Regions from separate parts of the Pan troglodytes genome. Here region 1 is linked to region 2. A link is a contact called in public HiChIP or PLAC-seq data. All regions are on one chromosome and are shown on one strand. Each heading gives the region's core, a stretch centred on a gene start, on an enhancer-like site or on the middle of the called end of the contact. The rest is flanking DNA. Distances are from core to core; before and after follow the strand shown. Region 1 holds the start of ANKS1A (ankyrin repeat and sterile alpha motif domain containing 1A). Region 2 holds the start of SNRPC (small nuclear ribonucleoprotein polypeptide C).

Region 1 (4,301 bases), core at 1,338-3,837, 130 kb after region 2:
CGCCATGTTGGCCAGGCTGGTCTCAAACTCCTGACATCAGGCGATCCACCCACCTCGGCCTCCCAAAGTGCTGGGATTACAGGTGTGAGCCTATGCCCAAATTTTCTCTTTTTCTAAAAGTTTGTACTTTATACATTTTGATGCAACTTTATGCTCTGAAAGGCTATTTCCATCTAATCTACTGTTCACCCACGATCTCTTAAATCCCTTCTAGCTGTAAGACCCCAAGATTCTACTTCTAGAAATGTAATCCTGAGAACGATGAGTTTCTGGTCCTGACCGATACTCAGCTAGGCAACACTGCTGAACTCTCTGTAGCATAAAAACACCAGACCCAATTGATGGGTCCCTGATCACCGGGTGCGGTGGCTCACGCCTGTAATCCTAGCACTTTGGGAGGCCGAGGCGGGCGGATCACGAGGTCAGGAGTTCCAGACCAGCCTGGCCAACATGGTAAAACCCCGTCTCTACTAAAAATACAAAAATTAGCTGGGCATGGTGGTGTGCGCCTGTAATCCTAGCTACTCGGGAGGCTGAAGCAGGAGAATCGCGTGAACCCAGGAGGCGCAGGTTGCAGTGGGCCAGAGATCGCGCCATTGTTCTCCAGCCCGGGCGACTTTCAGGTTAAATCGTGTTCGATATAAAAGTCTATATCGATATAGACTTTTCGATATAAAAGTCTATCTCCCTTTGACAGGTCTGATCGACCCTCCTTCCTATAAAGACAAAAGTTGTCTTAACATCTAAGAGGAACCATATTGCGGTGAAAGGGGTGCTACGAATCCTGGGTTTTAGCTCTTGCACTACGTCTCAGTGTGACATTGGATCCCAATTTCCTCACCACCAAAGCCAACGGGCTATTAAAACTCCCTTAGAAGTAGCTTTAATCCCTAAAGACAAGACTAAAAATATTAACAGTGCTTGAGCCTCTGGAACCGAACCAGCACTGGAGTTTTGTTTGGTCGTCCCCTCTCTTCCCCCTCAAGATTAACGATCTGGAGGGAATTCTGGTGAGTTCGAGTTCTCGTAACTTGGGAGGGACTAACCAGAAGCCCGGCGAGCAGCCAGTAACACAATCTCTGGGTATTCCTTCAGCCTCATCAGTACATCTCTTCCTACCTCGCCTTCCTCCGCTGCAGCTTCTTTCAAGTCCGCATCTGCGTCTCCGTCAGTTTCCTCTGGGATTCCATCGGTGTCGGTAGCCCCCGGGTCCCCGGGCACAGCGGCCGTCTCATCCGACTCCCCTGTCTCTCCACCTTTGTCGGAGGGCGACTCGTGGGCATCGTCCATCACGGATAGGATTGGAGGGGAGAGGAGATCGCGGAGATGCCTGAGGCAGAAGCTCGGAACCCCGAGCTGCACAGGCCAGGATCTTACTTCCTGTCGTCGCGCAGCGATGACATCACCCCTACCGCTCTCCTGAGGGGTCATTTTGAGGCGCGCGTAGAGGACTAGAGGACTCATTTTAACTTTGGTTTGGCGACAGTAGGAAGCGGGAAAATTGGACGTAAAGAGCTCAGACTATGGATCCTCCTCGCTAGGAAACCAGCACTTGTGAAGGAGCGCAGTTTTGTTTACTAAATAACTTTTTCCTTTTCGCCTGTCTAAAAATGCAATGTCAGTTAATCCCTTCGTTAACCCCTCAGAGTAAAGTTGGGGGACTGGGAGAAAACTCAGTTCCGTTGTATGGCGGTGTCGTGGAATGAGGCTCCCCGGGATTGGTAAACTTTCAGGCAAGGACTCAACCTTGTATATTTCAACTGGCCCGAAACCGCGGGCCTGTGTGTACATAGAATTGCTAGCATTTCCCCTCCATTCCGCAAGCACCTTAACAACAAAAAGTCATATAGCTTGAGCAGAATTTATCCAATTCATTTATTCATCCACAACTATTGACTGCGTACTTCGATTTAGAAACAGTGCTAGTACCAGGGAACAAAACACACATAGTTTCTACCCAATTAAATGATTTTTTTCAGTTCGCCAGTACTGAAGATTGAGGTTTGTTTTTACAAGTCTGACACTTTTCTATCAGTTTGGTTAATCTCATTAAAACTGAGAGGAAAGCCTAAAGAGAGGAAGGTGTCTCCTTTGAACGGTTCACTTTAATGAACTAGTTCACGTACTGGGAGGATGAAGTGGTGAGGATATTTCTGTTTTAAAATTTTCTTCTCTTCCCTCATTGAGATACGAGGGGGAGGGCGTTTTATTCACCTGGGTATGACTAGGTCCCCGCACCTATTACATATTTAATTTATGCGTGCTGAAAGAATGGACTTGGAAATGTAGGTGCGCGTTACATTTATCTCTTTGTTTCTACGCTGCCTGGATGAATTACCGTATTTCCTGTCCCAGGAGCTCCCAAAACCTTTGGGGAAGGAGCGCACTTCGGGAGGCGCGTACAGGTGGGCCTGTTTGTCCCTTTCCACCTGCATAATGGGGGCCCACAAGGCGCTGTCTCCATGCCCCGAGAGGCGTGTCTCGGCACAGCAAAGTCCACCTGCGCTGGTCCGCGGAGCCCCGCCCAGCTAGGTGAGCTAGGGGGCGGGGCGCGGGGGCGCGGTGACGCGTGACGCCGGATCCCGGAAGTGACGCGCTCGTGGGGAAAAGGCAGGGAGGGGGTGGTGTCCCCAGCCGGTTTGGGGGGTGCGTTGCCCGGAGACGGAAAGTTTGGGAGCCCGAGCAGGCTCGGCTGCAGCCTTGGGGAGGGGGTCCAGCGGGTGGCGGCCCTGGGGATGGGGAAGGAGCAGGAGCTGCTGGAGGCGGCCCGCACCGGGCACCTCCCGGCGGTGGAGAAGCTGCTGTCCGGGAAGCGGCTCTCCTCAGGCTTTGGGGGCGGCGGCGGCGGTGGCTCTGGGGGCGGCGGCGGCGGCAGCGGCGGCGGCGGCGGCGGCCTCGGCTCTTCCAGCCACCCCCTCTCCAGTCTGCTCAGGTGGGTACGCGCCGGGGCCGGGCCGCTGCCTGCAGACCCTTTCTCCCCCACCCGTCTCTTGGGTCCCCAGAGAGATCGGGGGTCCTGAGACTCGGGCGGGGTGGGCTTGTGGCGTGCCCGGGGCGAGGCAGGCGGCCCGCGGGCCAGGGTACCGGAGGGCGCGCGGGTCCGAGTCCACGCTGCTCCGGGCTCGCCTGGTCTCCCGTTCTGACCCGGCTGCGAAGAATGGGAGTGCCCAGGTGGCAGCCTCCGCCGCATGGCACAGCCAGGGTTCACCCTCGCTCGCTACAGGGTGCCAGCTATCGTGGCTCACAAAAGCCAATTAAGAGCAAATATGTATATCATATATATATATATATATATATATATATATATATATATATATATATGAGATCTCCCTCACCTCCTGCAGAAACTCCTACGCCTTGTAGAATCTCGAGGCTCCTCTGGAGGAAATTCTATTGATTTTCTTCTCTGAGGAACTTGGAACCTTCCACCAGGCTACACAGGACCTCGCTTTATTTTTTTTTTTCCCTCGAGACGGAGACTTGTTCTGTCAGCCAGGCTGGAGTGCAGTGGCGCGATCTCGGCTCACTGCAACCTCCGCCTCCCGGGTTCAAGCGATTCTCCTGCCTCTGCCTCCCAAGTAGCTGGGATTACAGGCGCCCGCCACGACACCCGGCTAATTTTTGTATTTTTAGTAGAGACGGGGTTTCACCATATTGGCCAGGCTGGTCTCGAACTCTTGACCTCAGGAACCGCCCGCCTCGGCTTCCCAAAGCGCTGGGATTACAGGCGTGAGCCACCGCGCCTGGCCCCTCGTTTTTGTTTTATTAAAATTGCCTCTGGATGTATCATTTTCAAGATGTTCGTCTTTGAGCCTCTCTTGTGCTTGAAGTTCAAATTGTAGTTCCTTGTAGTGAACCTCATTGGATTAGTCTAAGTGGCATATGCAGGATTCATCCAGGGGCTTATTCATCTAGAAATAAAGGCAGAGAGACTTGTTTAGGAAACCGAAGGATGCTGTAAACTTTTCCAAGGTCTGTTGTTAAACGCTTCAATCTGGAGCTGTAAGGACCGAGGGGAAAACATCAGTTTTGTGTGGCTTCGAAGGGGGATTGGAGGTGCTTTGTTAGTGTGAGTTAAATGTGTTAGTTCAGCAGCGCTTTCATAGCCTGATTTCTTTTTCCTTCCTTGTTCTTTTGAGGTTTTTAAGAAGTGGAAGTTCATTTAGAAATGCCTTCGTTAGCTTTTGTTCCCCATTACTTTATGTAACTTCAGTTTGAGTGAGCTTGGACCATATAAGCCTAAGGCGCTAATAAATTGTTATTAATAGATATTAAGCACTGAGTACCAACCCAGGTCTTTA
Region 2 (4,820 bases), core at 17-2,516:
TTCTACCATCAGAGAACATAGGGTAGAAGAACAAAAACAAAAACTCCCTCTCCTCAGGTCCCAACGCTTGCTAATATTTCCCTTTTCTAAAAGGAGGAAGGCCATTTTGGAGTCTGACAGACCAGGCTGGAAGTTTGGCCTTATTGCTAGAACAGGTGGTATCTGTGGACAAGTTACTTCTATCAATTTTCTCCTATGTAATAATTACCTTTTGTGGAGGGGTTAGTGTGTATATTGTATTAAACACTTACAAGGATCTTCACATGTAATTCTTCCTTGAATCCTACAATAATTATTACCTGCCGGGCGCGGTGGCTCACGCCTGTAATCCCAGCACTTCGGGAGGCCGAGGCGGGCAGATTACTTGAGGTCAGGAGTTGAAGACCATCCTGGTTAACACGGTGAAACCCCGTCTCTACTAAAAATACAAAAAAATTAGCCGGGCGTGGTGGCATGCGCCTGTAATCCCAGCTACTCGGGAGGCTGAAGCAGGAGAATGGCGTGAACCCGGGAGGTGGAGCTTGCAGTGAACCGAGATAGCACCACTGCACTCCAGCCTGAGCGACAGAGTGAGACTCCGTCCCAAAAAACAAAACAAAACAAAAACAAAAATAAATTTAAAAAAGACGAGACAACCTTTCTCTATCCTCTGTAAAGTTGGACTCCCCTCTTCCCTGCTTCGCTTTGCTCCACCTAACCCACTACTATAAATATTTACCATTTTTTTGAGACAGGGTACCACTCTGTCACCCAGCCTGGAGTGCAGTGGTGCGATCACGACTCACTATAGCCACGACCTCCTGGGTTCAAGCGATCCTCCCATCTCAGTCTCCTGAGTAGCTAGCTGAGACCACAGGCGGGCGCTATCACGTCCAATTTTTTTTTTTTTGATACGGAGTCTCGCTCTGTCGCCCAGGTTGGAGTGCAATGGTGCGATCTCGGCTCACCGAAACCTCCGCCTCCCGGGTTCAAGCCATTCTCCTGCCTCAGCCTCCCGAGTAGCTGGGATTACAGGGGCCCGCCACCACGCCCAGCTAACTTTTGTATTTTTAGTAGAGACCGGGTTTCACCAGGTTGGCCGGGCGTATCTCGAACTCCTGACCTCAGGCGATCCGCCCGCCTCGGCCTCCCAAAGTGCTGGGATTACACGCGTGACCCACCGCGCCGGGCCAAAGTCTGGCTAGTTTTTAAATTTTTTGTAGAGACAAGAGTTTCGCTATGTTGCCCAGGGCTGGTGTCCAACTCCTGGGCTCACGTGATCCTCCCGTCTCAGCGTCGGGAGTACCTGACATTCCAGGCGCGAGCCACGGCGCCGGCTCCTGTTGGTTTTAATATCTGTCTTGTTCCACTAGAATCTCAACCCCACGAGGACAAGAATTCTTATCTGTTTTGTTCACTGCTGTTTTTTCAGCATTTATAGCAGCTCCAGGCGCGTAGCAGAGAATCATTAAATATTTATAGAAAGATTAAATACGCTCTTCCGGAAGCACCGACAAACAAGATTAAGTGAGCTTGGATTGAACCTCGTAGCGGCCCGTAGTACTCCTCCTTCCCGCCATCCTATAGATGAAAGGAAGAAAAGGAAAAGCCCCGCCCCTCGCTCGGCTGCTGGAGGCGAGGGCTTCGGAAATCTTCATGCTAGTCTCGTGGGGTTCCGCGGTGTCGTCGCTGGCTGTGCGCGTCATTTCCGGGCGTCACGTAACGGAGTGGCCAACGGCCTGCAGAGCAACATGCCCAAGTGAGTGGGGCCCCGGAATCTGAGGGTGATCGTAGTCACTAGCTGTGGCCCCCATGCAGGAGCGGAGAGCGGGTTCTGGTTTCTGAAACCTCGAGGGATGGGAGAGTATCTTGGCCGGGTGGACGGAGGCAGGGAGATGGAGAGTGCTAGACACCCCATTTTAGAGTGCAGGTGGATCCCGCTTAAGGCAACAAAAAAAAGCCTGGTTTATGTGTCGACGCTTTGACGCTTTTGAGTCGTGAGGCGGTCTGGCTTTTTGTTTTGTTTGTTTGTTTTGTTTTTATCTTACATGAACAGCACTTCCGTGGATGGGCATCTCAGTGGTTGTCATCTTCTTTTTCTCTTCCTTTCACCTCTTTTCAGGTTTTATTGTGACTACTGCGATACATACCTCACCCATGACTCTGTAAGTGGCATATCTATTCATAGTTTCAAAAAGCCTTATGTGTAATAATTAAATGAGTTTTGTGTTTTTTTTAAGTTGCAAGTTGTGCTTTCCCACCTGCTGAGGTTTAAGGTCTACTCCTTGAAGAAAATAATTGGAGGTTATTTTCCCACCCTTCAGTAACTTTAATTAAAAACTGCTTAACAAGTCAGACATGGTGGTGTGCCTGCAGTCCCAGATACACAAGAGGATGAGGTGAGAGAATTGCTTGAGGTCCAGGCTGCAGTGAGGCATGATCAGGCACTGCACTCCAGCCTGGACAACAAAACAAAAAAAGCTGCTTATCAAATAATAACAACAGTTAAAGTAGAATGTTTTGTTAGTACTTTTTTTTTTTTTGAAACGGAGTTTCGCTCTTGTTGCCCAGGCTGGAGTGCAGTGGCGCAATCTCGGCTCACTGCAACCTGCTCCTCCCGGGTTTAAGCGATTCTCCTGCCTCAGCCTCCCGAGTAGCTGGGATTACAGGCATGGGCCGCCACGCCCGGCTAATTTTGAATTTTTAGGAGAGATGGGGTTTCTCCATGTTGGTCAGGCTGGTCTCGAACTCCTGAACTCAGGCGATCTGTCCTCCTCGGCCTCCCAAAGTGCTGGGATTACAGGTGTGAGCCACCATGCCCAGCCAACCCGGTCTCTTAAAAAAAATTTAGTGGTCTATCTTAAGAGCACTTGAGTGGATCTTTTACCATGCATGATTTTGTAATGTGCATTGGTTATTTGGAAAATGTTGATTGACTTGAGTTAGTGCCAGGGTTCAAATGTAGACACATTTGATTATGTAATGAAAACCCTTGGGAGGCCGAGGCGGGCGGATCACGAGGTCAGGAGATCGAGACCACGGTGAAACCCCGTCTCTACTAAAAATACAAAAAATTAGCTGGGCGCGGTGGCGGGCGACTCTATAGTCCCAGCTACTCGGGAGGCTGAGGCAGGAGAATGGCGTGAACCTCGGAGGCAGAGCTTGCAGTGAGCCGAGATCCCGCCACTGCACTCCAGCCTGGGCAACAGAGCGAGACTCCGTCTCAAAAAAAAAAAAAAAAAAAGAAAACCCACGTTAATTAATGTCACAATCTAATCAGAACCACCTTTAAGTATTGGGAAGCTGTCAAGCTTATGGTGGCAAATAATATTTTCCAAAATTCTGATTTTTGCTTAATAGCTCAAATTCTATCATTGGCAGTACTTTCCATTGCTCTCCTTGAAGTGACAGGCTCACTCCATTCATTTTTGAGAAGTCTGAATATACGGTTTGTGTCTCAGTCACTCTCAAATAAAAATGGTGTTCCATCAAAGAGGCAGCTGGGCTGGATATGGTGGCTCATGTCTGTAATCCCAGCACTTCGGGAGGCCGAGGAAGGAGGATTGCTTGAGCCCGGGACTTCAAGAGAGGCAGCTAGTAGAGCTCACAATTTGAACAATTACATGCCTGCTTTTCCTTGAAAGAGCGTCATATTTTGGCATGCAACACAAGTGGCTTTGTCTATACTTCCCATTTTGTCACTCAGAATATTAAAAAGAATTGAACTTAAGGGTTTTTAATAAAAATTAATAATTTTGTTGCTTCATTAAGGACACTCAGTGAAACTGGCTTTTTTTTCCCCCATGAGTACATACGTTGAAGAATACAGTGATCACTAATACAGTAGGTTGCCATTGCCTTGATTCATTCTAAAGTACCAGGAGTTTGGCATCATCAGTGAAAATGTCAATACAGTGAAAAAGGAAAGTAATGGCTTAGTAGTATTATGAAAACACTTTGACCTTGCAGACCTCATGAAAGAGTCTCAGAGACCCTTAGATGTCTGTCTGTGAACCATATCTTGAACACTGCAGCTCTATGCTTTGCTATCTCTGTAGAAATCTGATTAAATCATAACTCTTTTTACAGCTGAGGCCTCACTGTGTTTCCCAGGCTGGTCTATATTATGATTCTTGATCATCTTGAATAGTAGCTGGAAGAAACTGGCCAGTGATTTTTCTATTGTCACCTTATTTGAAATTCTTTCTAACATATGGTCAGATGTAGTACAGCATTAATAGAGATGTGGAACATTTAAGTTGGGTGGTTCCTCTTGAAGACATTATTATAGTTCTGTATATTATCTTTTTTTTTTTTTTTTTTTTGAGATGGAGTCTTGCTTTATTTCCCGGGCTGGAGTGCAATGGCGCAATCTTGTTTCACTGCAGCCTCTGCGTCCCAGGCTCAAGCAATTCTCCTGTCTCAGCTTCTCCAGTAGCTGGGATTACAGGCCTGCACCACCACACCTGGCTAGTTTTTGTATTTTTAGTACAGACGGGGTTTCACCATGAAAAAACGGTCCCGCCTCGGCCTCCCAAAGTGCTGGGAGTGAGTCACTGTGCCCGGCCAAGTTCTGTGTATTATCATACATTGTCCTAGAATAGAGTGCTCTGATAAATTGGTATTTTTAGTAGCTAGTCAGTTCTTGCTTATAGGTCCCTAGTCCTTTTTTTACCCCTCTCTAGGTAAAACCCCTCGACATAATTTTCTGAAATTGTTAATGAGGGGGCTGTGCTTTTCTGCCCTTTTTTGGCATTATAGTTTAATATACCTATTATTCACCTTCTTGCTAATGCCAGAATTCAGAGAACTGAGAAGTATTTCTTTATATTATAAATATC

What was found. HiChIP or PLAC-seq counts read pairs in DNA pulled down with a chosen protein or histone mark.
Region 1: a contact with region 2 is called in an H3K4me3 HiChIP or PLAC-seq map of stem cell-derived excitatory neurons, with 2.4 times the contacts expected there. The contact joins the promoter of ANKS1A here to the promoter of SNRPC in region 2. A contact is called at or near these places in 1 of 7 Hi-C or Micro-C datasets (stem cell-derived neural progenitor cells) and 1 of 1 datasets of contacts at active chromatin or transcription factors (stem cell-derived excitatory neurons).

Annotation. Positions count from the first base shown.
Region 1 is chr5:40,760,211-40,764,511 of NHGRI_mPanTro3-v2.0_pri, forward strand. It overlaps ANKS1A (ankyrin repeat and sterile alpha motif domain containing 1A), which reads left to right and starts at 2,588. Exons shown (of 24, transcript XM_518420.8): 1 at 2,588-2,932. The coding sequence starts at 2,736. It overlaps TAF11 (TATA-box binding protein associated factor 11), which reads right to left and starts at 1,438. Exons shown (of 5, transcript XM_054685716.2): 1 at 1,120-1,438. The coding sequence starts at 1,431. LOC134810196 (a long non-coding RNA gene) reads left to right here. Exons shown (of 3, transcript XR_010157690.1): 2 at 698-1,010; 3 at 1,096-1,506.
Region 2 is chr5:40,630,733-40,635,552 of NHGRI_mPanTro3-v2.0_pri, forward strand. SNRPC (small nuclear ribonucleoprotein polypeptide C) reads left to right here and starts at 1,267. Exons shown (of 6, transcript XM_001171894.8): 1 at 1,267-1,738; 2 at 2,102-2,144. The coding sequence starts at 1,731. It overlaps LOC129144241 (a long non-coding RNA gene), which reads right to left and starts at 1,380. Exons shown (of 3, transcript XR_010157687.1): 1 at 1,286-1,380; 2 at 300-418.